2 separate regions of the Zea mays genome follow, and region 1 is linked to region 2. Evidence: chromatin contacts called from public Hi-C data. All regions are on one chromosome and are shown on one strand. The core of a region is the stretch at or near the end of the contact, and the rest is flanking DNA. Distances in the headings are between cores, read along the strand shown.

What was found. A called contact is a pair of places that touch in the nucleus more often than the background predicts.
Region 1: a Hi-C map of seedling shows a contact between it and region 2, with 10 times the contacts expected there. The contact joins the promoter of LOC103646329 here to the enhancer-like site in region 2. A contact is called at or near these places in 11 of 25 Hi-C or Micro-C datasets (bundle sheath, ear, endosperm and 2 more) and 2 of 3 datasets of contacts at active chromatin or transcription factors (leaf and seedling).

Annotation. Positions count from the first base shown.
Region 1 is chr2:40,563,607-40,567,207 of Zm-B73-REFERENCE-NAM-5.0, reverse strand. It overlaps LOC103646329 (hapless 8), which reads right to left and starts at 1,358. Exons shown (of 4, transcript XM_008671062.3): 1 at 840-1,358.
Region 2 is chr2:40,386,526-40,390,272 of Zm-B73-REFERENCE-NAM-5.0, reverse strand. No RefSeq gene overlaps it. Among protein-coding and RNA genes, the nearest start is that of LOC100383070, 15 kb to the right of the region's middle. Within about 2 kb of position 1,687, at least 15 of the 20 cell types and tissues checked have an H3K27ac peak or open chromatin away from gene starts, as enhancers often do. A contact at or near this core is called in ear, leaf and seedling, where this site is marked.

The DNA.
Region 1 (3,601 bases), core at 109-2,608, 180 kb before region 2:
CATATTATTTCATGTCCAACCAAACCAGCTGTTCTTTGGGAATCCAATGGCATGATTTTATGCTGATAGATGCAGCAAGTGAGGTATGGATGCCAGAGAGGAGAGGAGACACGCGGAGGGGGCTGCTCTCGAAGTAGCACAGAGCACATGAAATATCATCCCGGGGCAAGGTGGACGAGCGAGCGAGTCTTTGAGCAGATTAAGGGGAAGCCTACACGGATCATGCAGCTCTCGCAAAGGATTTGCAGTAAGGGAAGAGCAGTGAAGGAGACATGAACAGTTGCCAAGCACTGGAGGGTAGCTTGTATGGTAGTGCTTTCTTGATGGGGAAATAAATAGCAAAAGAAGAAAAGAGGAAAGGGAGCTTAATAACTAAGATTTGGCGAGAAATCAAGAAAAAAGAAACGATTTTCCCGTCGCTTCATCACTGGCCTAATCGGGGATTTCTGTAAGGACGAGGAGCCATGGGAGCACGTAGAGGAAGGAGTTCGAGAACGGGGGGGCCGTAATCCGTACCAAATCTGCAGAAAGCAGATGCAAGGGATCGAGAATCTTTGGCCGTAGCCAAGAACAAAACAAGCAAGCACGAAAAGCAGCGGAGATCTAGCGGTCACAGGCAGCGAGAGAAGCACGAGGAATCCCAGCTCCGCCCGAAGAGAGAGAGATCCAGTCTGCAGACGCCAATCTTCCAGTTCCAGCGACGAATCTGGTAAGGGGGAGCGACGCGCAAGAGCAAGGAAAAACCGCGCGGATTCAAGTCAAGCAAAAAATCGAGAACCGCCCACGGAAACCACACCGCACGCACGAACTCGGAGGAAGAACACCGGCAGTTCTCTCACCTTCCGTTCCTTCTTCACAGGCGCTCCCCGGGCGGCGCGCGCGATGGAGAGAGCATCCTGCCGGTAGATCCACGCAGCGAGCAGACGGGGAGGAGGGTGAGGGTCTCGGAGCTCTGTGGTGGTGGAGGTTTTGATTTCTGGGGACTGGAAGCAGACGGGGGGGAGAGGTGAGGGAGGAGGAGCGAGGCAAGGCAAAAGGGGAAGAAATGGCTGCCGATTTTCTTTGTTGGCTTCCCACCACCACTTTCTCTCTCCTAGTCCCACGCTGCCTGCCTAGCCGGGAAAAAAAATTAAAGGAGAGAGAAGGAAACACCAACCACTCACACATCAAAGGCATCTGGTTCTCCACCAAGCCAGCCAAAGGCGGGGCTGGCTGGCTGTACCATTAACAGCAGCAGCTCGAGAGAGAGCGCGTGTAGTATTTGCTTTTGGAGCGAGAAAAGAAAAGGAGCCCCGGACCTGTGAGAGAGAGAGGGGAGCGCTGAGGCAGGAAAATGAGTGGTTTTTTTCTGCGGCCCTGTCCTATCCTACACCAACTATATTATTATTTTTTTCGACGCTGCTCGAGTGCTTTCTCTCTCTCTTTTGTTGTCTTGTTGATTGTATGGGGTGAAGCGCCAACCTTTGGTCCCCTCCTTAACGAATACTCCAAGAATGCCACCGATGGCTTGTCTATTTCTTCCAAGCAGGTACTCGCTCACGTAGGCATATTTTGCCCATTCGGACGAATCTATTTTTAATCGACCACAATTATTCAGTTTTATTTTTTTACCACAAACTTATATTTAAGAATCAACATTCTTTGACAACGGAACCATCGATAGTAGTGCATAAATTTGCCATCTATCTGGTTTCAACGTGATTAATGTTTATAGAAATAGGGGATCTATTTTACTCTCTAAAAAACCAGGACTAACTTATTTAAATTAGAAAAAAAAAATACAACAGTATATCTTCTGGTTTTAATTGCAAACATAATGCGACGCTAGGAGCTACTTGTTTTTACTATTGAAAATACAAAATCATCTTAGAATCACCTAAATTTGTCAGTTGTTGATATTTCAATGCTAAGGCTGTCTGCAGCAACTTCCACTAAATTTCATTCCTTAAATAAATATTCTCTGTCCTTTACAGCACACTCTAAAAGATTCTATTCTCTATATCTTCTCCAGCTACAACAATATCCTCTAAATTTTGTTCTCTATATATTACTCTATATATTACACGTCTATATTTTTCTTATAAATTTTCAAAACAATATTTTTTATAAAATTTAGAGATGTTTACATATTCCAATTTGTTTTTTCAATTCGTATTAATAAATATAGTTTGCAACTCTACCTCACCCTCCTATTCGCACGGTAGAAAAACAGCAGTTTTCGTCTTCAAGTGGCTCCGCGACGCATCGCAAACCTTCCTCCATATTGTTGACCATCGCCGGCCGACCTCCGCGCCATGGCAGCCAAGCTCCTTCACCATGGTTCTCCTCCTCGTCGGTCGATCTCCGGAGCGTGGTGGTGGTTGAGGGCCTCCGCGCCATTGCATCTGACTACCTCCGCGCTGTGGCTCCTCCATGACCAGATTTCCTGTCGTCGTAGCCGAGGTCGTCCGCGCTTGTCTTCTTCCTCTTCGACGGAGCTCCGTAGTGGTAGCAAAGGCCTCCGCTCCTCTGTGCTGATCTTCCTCCCCGATCGAGCTCCGGTGTGCGGTGGCAGCCGAGGTCCTCCACGCTGATGCTCGTCCCATGGCAACCTGATGTTTGTTGTCGCAGCCAAGCTCCATCTATAGCGTGTTCATCGGAGATGAGGACAACCCATGCGGCAGCTACTCCCCGACTGTCACTCGCTCCGCTCGGATGGATAGCAGATGGACAGAGAAACTCTAGATTTACCGGACGTCGTGCTTCCTCTATATTTTAGCAGACGGTTTAGCGCTCCTTGCTGGACGTGCACTAGACGTTTGTGTCTGCTTCATTTACCGGACAGGAGGCTTTATCGGCCCTTGCTGGAGACAGCCTAAAGATCCATAGTTCTCAAACCGTGCGGCGAAAACAAACTCGGCCCAAAAGGCCCAAAACTTATCTATATCTCTACTACACTTAAAACATCAGTTTCAACGGTCATCCTACGTCATCTTTTTAAAAAAGTCCCTACATTTCTTCCAAATCAACTCAGCGTAAAATGTTAAAAAGCGATGTAGTTGGTGGGGTTTGAACCCACACCCTGATGAAAGAAGGGTGAGTGAGGGAGACACTGGGCAAATCTGTCTAACCAGTATAACATCATGCTCAAGTGTTTATAATACTGAATATAAATTGTTTATGTATATATGAATTTTTGTAAAATAAAAAAAATAATCGTGTCGGGTCGGGCCAGCACTACGGGCCGAGGCTACAGCCCAAGCACCGCACGGGGCTCGTGCCGGGTTGGCCCAGGCGCTATTAAATGGGTCGTGCCTCGGGCCGGTTCGCCACACACGGCCCATTTAACCATCTATACCTCCGCACAATAATGATGGTCCTCGCCTCAGTTGCCACCACCTCGTTCGACATTCTACTTCTTTTCTCTCTCCCCTCATGCCTCCACCTTCGTGCCACCCCATTCTCGGCAGAGGACGTAGGAGCAGGCACCTCCTCGTATTCGTCGGACACCAACCCAGACATCGACTCACGCAGTGGCTATTGTACGTCCACGAGGATGTTTCACATCATGCGTGCACCATCGTTTTCGTTGTCGGACGAACCGTTCGTCTTCTCGGCCTTC
Region 2 (3,747 bases), core at 438-2,937:
ATGGGCTATGCTACAACATGTGCATTTGTTGGAGTGGGTTGCGAAGGGATCATAACTTTTTATGCAAGTAGCCAAGGTTTCTTCTTCCAAGCACATGGGGTGGTGATCTAGCCTTCATACTGAAGGTCACTAGAGTGTTATTTATGTTTTTCTTTTCTTGATGTGATTTTGTGTGTTCAATAGAAGTCAGAAATTGGCTCAGACTTCATATTTTATTGATGTACTTGTCTTATTTATTAATAACATTGCTTCCTTTATCGAAGAAAAATGTTGTTGGGCCTCAAAAGTTCGAGATGCTCAAGAGGAGACTAAAGTAAACTAATCTAAAAGTTCTTACAACAAATAAATTCTACCAAATAACTCATCACCTTTGTGTCTAAAGTGTTATATATTTTCAACATAAACATTGCAATTCCACTATTGTAAAAAACAAGAATTTAATTGGATAGAAGTAAATGCTCATGGTAAAAAAAGTTTGAAACACGACGATATTTTCTCACGATATTGAAGAATCAGCACTCACCACTAGACCTCGTTGGCTCCCTATTGATCCTCGCAAAGATCAAGTGTTCCTTCCGTGTTGATTCTTCGCCACACTTGCACGTTAAATCACATCCAATGGAGGTAGCAGTGGGTTTCTAAAAAAACAAGAGTTACATTCTTTTATGAACAAAGGGAGTATAGAATAAAATATATAGGCATATAATATTAACAATAATAGTTCATAAAATTTAATATGCTTATTAGTAAATATTTAACAACTAAATATATTAATTAGGCAATCATTATTTATATAATATTTATCATAAATTGATAAATTATATTGTAGTTCACATAAAGAAAAAATAAACTAAACAATAAAACAATTTGCAAAAAAATTAGATTTAAACTAAATTAGGAAAATGGTAAAAGTAATTTAATATTTATGCATCATAATAGTATTAAATTAGGCAACGACTAATGTGCAATCGAGTCTTATATGTAAGCGTGCAACCAAGAGACTCTGGATCCGTTGGATCGCGAATCGCGATCCAACCGTATATCACATTTAATAATTAAATCTTTCCACCACTGGCTCACGTAGATTTTATGGGAAAAACCGCGACAAATAACAGATATATCTTTGGTTAGATCATAATCCAATTGACCATGAGTTTTACTTGCACACTTGCACATAAGATCTCATTACACATTAGTCGTCGTCATTAAATTAATACTAAAAGTTACTTACAGATATTCTTCCAAATAGTTTTAGTACACCGTTAGTAATATTAAAAATAATAATTAGTCATCAGTTATATGGAAAACTTTTTAAATAGATTTATTATACTTTCTTTTTTGTATGAATACAAATAAATGTTTCCTATTTCTATCGAATAAAGGATTTAAAGTCGTATAGAGAGAAAAAAATGCTAAACAACCAATTTAATACACCTATTCAATATTCATTTCAGAAACGAATAGGGATACAAATTTCCATAAAGTATTAACGGATAGGGACTGGTAATTCAGCAGACATATAATTCCATCCCTAGTCTATAGGAGTAGCCTGTAGCGGTGAGACAGATTATTAGTGGTACGGAGGTCCTCAATAATTGGCACCGCGGGATCAGATTACTGTGCAGTAGTCGATCTCCGTGCAGCGGTGTGGGGGCGACGCCACAGGGCAGCCCACAGGCTTTTGTGTCAGGCCTTCACTGTGGCGTTCGTACCTTCGCCGAGCTGAGCCTGAGCAGCAGTGGCCAGCCGAGCGCCCGAGCCGGCTGGGCTGCCGGCCATGGATTGGGACTTGGGAGATGGTCGAACTGGAGCACCGCGCGTGGGAGGCACGTAGTACAGCCTGCTGATTTGACGCCGGCCATTGGCTGCTTCGTCCTCTCATCAGTACGCCGTCTGCCGGCTGCTGCAAGATGTGTCGCTGGACCTCTGGTGGCTGGTCTGATCGATCGGACGTCTCCATTAGCTCCTGCTGACCTTGTTGAGTTGTAGGCAATGGCAATGAGGTCCTCAAACAGTTTCCTCATCTATAGGTAGTAGTAGAGATGGCAATGGGTACCCGAAACCCGAAACCCGATGGGTTTTTACCCCATTAGGGTACGGGTTTGGGTCAATTTTCATACCCATGGGTTTGTTAATGGGCATAAATCTGTACCTAGCGGGTTTATGGGTACGGGTTTGTTCCTATAGTACCCAAACCCGTGAACCCATGGGTTTTTTAAACCCGACCAAACCTAGTGCATATTGTCATTTTATTTTTCATAAACGAACAGCAAACTTGTTATTCCTTATTTACTTCATAATTTTTATTAATTGGTGAATGTATTAGTAGTCGGTGAGAGTGTTGCTTGCTTGCTATTATAGTTTTTAATAGCGTTATATATGTGGTGGATGGATAACTTAGTGCAAGGTCACTTAATTATACAACTTATTATTTGTATTTCATTCTCTCTACTAATAATTTTTATATCAAATTATGAACTCGTTGTTCATTACATAGATTTTGGATCATTATATCATTAATCATTACGATACTTATTGATTATGAGAAGAACAAGTATATTGGAGATGAAACTCGCGGGTAACCCATGGGTACCCGTTAACCCGATGGGTACGGGTTTGGGCAAAATCTCAAACCCGTCATGGGTACGGGTTTTTTAATGGGCATAGATATTTTTCACGGGTACGGGTTTGGGACGGCAAAACCCAGCGGGTTTGTACCCGTTGCCATCTCTAGGTAGTAGTACTACTCGATGAAGAAGCGAGACGCCAAGACTGACTAGTTGACAGCGTCCCTTGCTGCAGTGGGAAGCCGTAGAACAAAAATAAACAAACAATTAATGCAGGCGTCCGTTTATTTCGCCGTGGAAGAAAAAGATTGCGACTTTTCGTCATGGAGTACCGGCTAGTATGAGATCATTCTTAGTGGTGGTGAGTTTCCATGCATTGTTTTGATGCTGTCACATCAAATTTAAACTAAATAATTATGTATAGATGGTTTTATCCAGATAAAACTATATTATCTCTATAAAATTATTTATCAGCTTAATTGGATGCCTGCGCTCTCGCTCCAGCGAGGGTGGCCGAGCGGATACGCCGGTTTTGGATGTATATATGGATGTGGGTAAAATGATTTATCTTGTATCCACTCATAAAACGTCTCATGTGAGGAATAGTGACTGGCAGGGTGTTATTGATCGGTTTGAAAAGAGGCTTAGTACATGGAAGGCCAAATTTTTATCTTCAGGTGGACGGTTGATATTGCTTAATTCTGTGTTAAGTAGTCTACCTACGTTCATGATGTCGTTCTTTGAGATACCAGTGGGCATCTTGAAGAAGCTGGATGCTATCCGATCCAGATTCTTTTGGCAGGGAGGAAGCAGTAAAAGGAAATATAGGTTGGCTAGGTGGCATATTGTCTGTCAACCAAAAGCATTGGGAGGTTTAGGCGTCTCTAATCTAGCTATAAAAAATATTTGCTTACTCAGCAAATAGCCCTACAAATTACTTAATGAGGATGGGATGTGGCAACAGTTACTCAAAAATAAATACCTAGGAGATAAATCCCTTACTCAAATATCTAGAAGATCAGGTGATTCACACTTCTGGTCAGATCTAATGAACATCAAGGATCAGTTTCTTAGATTGGGTGACTTTCAAGTGGGGGATGGTCAAAACACCAGATTTTGGCAGGATAAATGGCTAACCAGTCGTCCCTTTTGTGAGCAATTCTCGAACCTTTTTAATACA